Regions from separate parts of the Sus scrofa genome. Here region 1 is linked to region 2. Evidence: chromatin contacts called from public Hi-C data. All regions are on one chromosome and are shown on one strand. The core of a region is the stretch at or near the end of the contact, and the rest is flanking DNA. Distances in the headings are between cores, read along the strand shown. Region 1 holds the start of ADGRA2 (adhesion G protein-coupled receptor A2). Region 2 has its middle 13 kb from the start of EIF4EBP1.

Region 1 (2,997 bases), core at 57-2,556, 150 kb before region 2:
CCAGAGCCTGCAACTGGGACAGACCTGTGGAGCCAGAAGGAGCCAGTGTCTGGGCCTGGCATCTGCCGCTCATGTGAGGGAAAGAAGCCATTCCCAGCAAAGGGGGTGGGGGACCCAGCTGATATGCCACTGTACTAGGAAAGGTGCCACATACACCAGCAGAGCCAAGGGCACACAAAGACGGTGACGGTCACTACAGTGGCCGATTCGGTGGCCCAGCGAAGGATGGGAAAAGGAGCTCTGCCCAGGAACCCCTCAACCCTGGTAGCCTCATCTCCACAGCAAAGGTGCCATTTCTACTCCTCACCCCCAGCCTGCATCTCCCTGCAAGTGTCAGAAAAGGCAGCCTCTGTGGGAAGACAAGAAGCAGACACATTGGGCCACACTTCATTTGTCCCTCTGTCCCAGCTTGTGTTTCAGTCTATCTGGGAATCAAGGTGATTTTCAAACCCATCTGAGTGCCCTCCCACCACCACCGCTAACCAGTTTTCAGGCAACAACTTGCATTCACAAACTAGGGGGCAGGCAGGGCCCCACTTTGACCCCCAAGATTCTACCCCCCCCATGTGTCCTTAGAGCTGCCTAGAAAGGGCCCTCCTGACTGGGTACAGTGCTTTTTCCACTCCCAGCACACACCCCTGCTTTTCCCTTCTCCATCCCCCCCATTCCCACTGTTCCCCCAAACACACACGTGGATGTGGAAAAGGTAGGCGGTGGCAGATCTAGCCTGTCTGCCTTGGCCTTTGACCCCTCCTAGGCAGAAAGACATGCACCCCCCACTGGGCGAGGTCAGCCAGCAGCAAGGAGGGTCTGAGCCTCCTAAGACTTGGCTACGATCCTGCAGTGAGTGCCGGCCTCCAGACTGGCCCATCAGGTCAGGGGTCAAGGGAAGCCGAGCCTCAGCAACCCCAGAGCAGTGAACAAAGTTAAACCAAAACATGGACATCTCTGGCCAAGCCCGCAGGTCAACGAAAGTCCCAGAGATATGGGGTGCAGGCTGGACAGGAATGAGTGAGGGAAGATTTTGTGAAAAGTGACGGCGGTTGGCTTTGAGGTCGGAGATGGGTTGTCAGGAGGAAGATTCCTGCCTCAGGGGAGAGGGGCGGGAGTGAGAAAAAGTCTACATTCAAGGCGGGTGCAGGGAACTTGCGGGGCCTCAAGCCGGCTGGCCCGCTCAGGCTCCGAGGAGGGCAGAGGCCTGGCTGCGTATCGGGAGGCGCTAGGGCCTCGCGGACGGACGAGCTGGCGAGGGGAGGGCGCCCGCTCGGGAGGGAGGGAGGGGGCTGGCGGCGGCGGGAGCGGCGCCGCGCCGAGCTGCCTCCATCCATGGCACGGAGCGGCGGCGGCGGCGGCGGCGGCGGCGGCGGCAGGAGCCCGGCGCGATCCGCTAGGTCCCAGCCCCGCGCAGAGCGAGCAAGCGCCGCGGAGGGGTCCGGCCTCAACCGGCCCGGGAGAACCGCGCAGAGACTCGGGCCGCGACGCCTGGGGCCGCCCGCGCCGCGCTGACAGCCGCGCCCGCGTCCTCCCCGCCGGGGCGCTCGCCGGACATGCCCCCGGGGCGCGGCGGCGGGGACCCCGGGGCTTGCCTCCGCCCAGGGCCCCCCGCCCCGCCCTCGGGCGCCCCGGGCCCCCGCTGAGCACGCCTCCCGCACTCTCGGATCCCTCTGGCCGGCGCGCAGACGGGCCCCAGCGCTGTCGGTCCCCGCGGGGCGATGGGCTGATGGGCACCGCGGGACGCAGGATGCGGGCGGCGCCCGCGCGCCTGCTGCTGCAGCTGCTACCCTGGCTGCTGCTCTTGGTGCCCGGGACCTGGGGCGCGCCCGGCTGCCCGGTCCCCATCCGCAGCTGCAAGTGCTCGGGGGAGCGGCCCAAGGGGCTAAGCGGCGGCTCATCCAACCCGGCACGCAGGAGGGTGGTGTGCGGCGGCGGGGACCTCCCGGAGCCTCCGGAGCCCGGCCTTCTGCCTAACAGCACCGTTACCCTGTGAGTACCAAACTCGGCCAGCCCAGCCCGATCCCCGACGAGGGGACGAAAGGAAACCAGACGGGAGGGGTGAGAAATGGGGGACCGAGAGGATGCCAACACTTCAGAGACTCTAGGACAGGCCTGGTCCAGAAGAAGAAAAGGGAGGCTTGGAGAAGCAGGGGGAAAATTAGAGCTCCAGGGGTGTCGAATGAGGAAGGAGCATGGCGTGGAGTGGGGGTGGGGGCGTCCCAAAGAGAGGCAAGGCGGACGCCCACTCACCTGCACAGGTGAAGGGGAATGCGCGCTGGCGGGACGCCCACGCCCCTTGAGTTTCCAGCCGGGGCTGGTGTTGCGGACTTCGGGGACCTGAAGTGGGCAGGCTCGGGGAAGGCTCAGGGAAGCTCGACGCCTGCGGCCCAGTAGGTGGTTGTGGTCTTTACCACCGCGGACGCGTCCCTGGCGGCACGCCGATTCACTCCGCGGGCCTGGCTCCTCCAGTTGGGGGCGCCCCATTCGACCCTGAAGCCTGCCAGCCCCGCTTGCAGATCTTCTCTCTAGCGCAGGCGGGAGGGTGGGCTCGGAAAAAGTCTGTCCTCGGGGTGCAGGCGCTTCTGGGGTGAACAAGACCCCAGCGTCCCGATTCTTCTCGGGCCCCTCTCCCGCCCGCGCGCATCTGTGAAGTGAGCTCTGTTTTGGGTCCTGCATCCGTCCCTCTTCTTTCCCTCCCCGGATATAACACGAGCTTTGGCTGTTTCTCGATTGACTTCTTCGCGTAGGGATTGCGAAGACAGAAACCTGGCTGAGGTCGGAAGGAGGCTGCCTGCTAGGCTCCTTCGGTCTTCCCAAGTTTCCCTTCTCAGCTGGGGCCTTATTAAACTCTCACTTTGACGGCAACTAGCGCGGCCGGTCGCGCCGCAACCCAAACCCAAACCTCCGCGAGGGGGGTCCGAAATCCCGGCAACAGCGAGAGAATTAGCGACCCCTCCCCACCGCGACGATTTCCTGCGCAGACCACGTGCTTGCAGCTCCACG
Region 2 (2,849 bases), core at 112-2,611:
CAGACAGCGGTAGAGGCAGAAAGCTTACCATCAAACAGCCTCATTTTTTTTTGTTGGTGTTGGTGTGGTTTTTTTTTTGTTGTTATTGTTTTTTGGGTTTTTTCCGTCTTTTAGGGCCGCACCTGCAGCATATGAAAGTTCCCAGGATGGGGTCGAATCAGAGCTGTAGCTGCTGGCCTACACCACAGCCACAGCAATGCCAGATCCCAGCCATGTCTGCAATCTACACCACAGTTCCCAGCAATGCCATATCCCTGATCCACTGAGCAAGGCCGGGGATGGAACCAGCACCCTCGTGGATGCTAGTCAGATTCATTTCCACTGAGCCATGATGGGAACTCCCAAACAGCCCTGTAAGGCTTGGAGGTTCCTGAGACCAGACCCAGGTGAACCATGAAACTAATCTGCTAATTTCACCAGGGTTGTTTACAGAGTATTAAATACCTCTTACAGCTACATTGGTGTTTATATGCCAAACTCATTGTAGACCCTTGGGGAGCCTGTATGGAGAACTCCAGGGAACTCTAGGGCAATTGTGGGCCTGTTGGGGAGTGCCTGGGTTGTTTGTAATGAGTCAAGTTTTTCCCAATTCCTTAGAATCACCACGAGCAGGACCTCTGAGAGGCCCACGTCTGAACAGTGTCTCTGGAGTCTTCCAGGCAGCCAGCACTGCCCCACATCTGTCACACAGGGAGCAGACTAGAATGAGTCCAGCCTTAGGAATGCAGCAAGTCAAGTGGATCGTTCTGTTTTCTAGCTTGCGTCCAAAGCCTGTCCTTCCTGTCTGCACCCTCCCTTCCCTTTGTCCCTAGTGTCCTAAGCACATTCTGTAAAAGGAGAGTGAGGAACAGAAACCTTCCCCCTGACAGCCCATCTCCACCACTTCCCAAATGTCAGGCCGGCAGACAACCAAGTCCAACCTCTGCCTTATTGGGGTGGTCTTCCCCAGGGATCATCCCTCCTCTGTTCCCTAGGCTCCCCCTCTCTCCCTCTTCCCTGACCCAGGGTGAAGGAGCAGGCCTGAGAGTGGAAAGCAGGCTCTGAATCCAGGCATGAGCTGGCCCTCCGTCCTTGAGAAGCCCGAGGGAACACTGTGAGCAAGCTGGCCAGGGGCAGCAGCTGCCCAGATATGAATGGGAGCCTCCTCTGGGGCCCTCTGGCTAAGCTGCCCAACTTGCAGGGGGTGTAGAGGTACCATGGAGGCACAGCCTAGGGATCTTGGAGGGCAACTGGGGGCCAGAGCCGTGGTAAACACCTGCAGAGGGAAGACCTCCAATGGGGTGAACACTCAGCCCCAGGCTGTGCCAGGCCTCAGCAGTAACCACATGCACCCTGGTCTTGCTTGACCAATTAGCCATCACTTAGAGCTCACTTCTACTCCAGCCTCTTTGCTTGGTTTGGCTTACTTCCCACATACATGCCTGGGCTCACATCTCCTTGCACCCCCCCTCCCCCCACCCCCCATTAGAAAGTGATTCCGAGGTCATGATACCATTTAAGACCAAAGGCAGCAGCCCAGGAGCCAGAAGACATTCCAGAATGGTGTGGTGGGGGGAGTAAGGCGTTCCTGGGCCTGCAGGGAACAGGGAGAGCACTCAGACACTGTTGGTGATCACCAGGGAAACAGGGGCTGGAGCTGCGGAGACCTGCACCCCACAGGCTAGGGAGTTGATTGATTAATTGATTAGCCACACCAGTGGCATGCAGAAGTTCCCCTGCCAGGCATGACCAGAGCCACAGCAGCAACAACGCTGGATCCTTAACCCAATAAGCCACCAAGGAACTCCTAGGGGCTTGTCTTTTTAGCCCCTTTCTAGCATCTGGAACCTTTTCCATAGGCTGCAGGAAGGAAGTCCCTTCAAAGGAGTCCTGCCATGATCTCCTCTACCTCCTCAATATAAAAATGAAACGCTGCCTCTCCAAATGCTTCCAAACCTGGAAACCAAGGATCACTGGTGCCTGCCTTTCATTCCAGCCACTGTCCCATTTCTCCTGGCCCCATCCAAGCCCTCCACCCCTGATGAGCCAGTGAGTACTAGAAGAGGAAATGCCAGCAGGATAGGGGAACTTGGTGGCCTCACAGGCTCCAAAACAGAGCTTGGCTGGGAGAAGGAGGGCTATTTTGATGTCACGGCTATTCAGGAGACCTCAGGCTCTTCCTACCCAGCTCTGGTGATGGGCCAGTAGCTGCGCTAGAAGGTGATGAAGCCTCTGAGTTCTTGAGCTGGAATCCTGGGTTTCTGATGCACCCGGGAGACAAGATGCCTGGAGGGGACCAAGAGGCCCTGTAAGGAGTAGGACAAGAATATTCATCTCAGAGTTCCCAGCTGAGCCACATCGGGAACTCCTGAGGTTGTATCAAATTGATGTTTATTCTTCTTTAGGTGTCTGAAGCTGGAGTGAAACTATCTGAGCCAGGAGATTTCTCCTTGGGAGGAATTCTGTTTTATCTTTTTTTAAAACAAAAACAAAAACACAACACAATTATATTTTAATAAGCAACCAAAATACAAAGCACTATAGTAAACTGATGGCATAAATACATGTTATTTCATTTGCAATGCATGACAAATTGTTAACATCCTTGGTCATAAAGGAGTTCTTAGAAACCAGTAACAGGCATTGATATTCTAAGGAAGAATCTGTTTTATCTTTTTTTTTTTTTTTTTTTTTTTTTTGCTTTTTACAGCTGTACCTGCGGCATATGGAAGTTCCCAGGCTAGGGGTCGAAACAGAGGTACAGCTGCTGGCCTTTGCCACAGCCACAGCAATGTGAGATCCGAGCCGCATCTGTGATCTACACCACAGCTCATGGCAATGCTGGATCCCCAACCCACTGGGCAAGGCTA

The links. A called contact is a pair of places that touch in the nucleus more often than the background predicts.
Region 1: a Hi-C map of subcutaneous adipose tissue shows a contact between it and region 2, with 1.9 times the contacts expected there. The contact joins the promoter of ADGRA2 here to the enhancer-like site in region 2. A contact is called at or near these places in 8 of 47 Hi-C or Micro-C datasets (alveolar macrophages, embryonic fibroblasts, heart right ventricle and 4 more) and 1 of 2 datasets of contacts at active chromatin or transcription factors (alveolar macrophages).

The regions. Positions count from the first base shown.
Region 1 is chr15:48,609,343-48,612,339 of Sscrofa11.1, reverse strand. ADGRA2 (adhesion G protein-coupled receptor A2) reads left to right here and starts at 1,306. Exons shown (of 20, transcript XM_003133366.4): 1 at 1,306-1,983. The coding sequence starts at 1,721.
Region 2 is chr15:48,454,918-48,457,766 of Sscrofa11.1, reverse strand. No RefSeq gene overlaps it. Among named protein-coding and RNA genes, the nearest start is that of EIF4EBP1, 13 kb to the right of the region's middle. Within about 2 kb of position 1,361, at least 27 of the 83 cell types and tissues checked have an H3K27ac peak or open chromatin away from gene starts, as enhancers often do. A contact at or near this core is called in alveolar macrophages, retroperitoneal adipose tissue and subcutaneous adipose tissue, where this site is marked.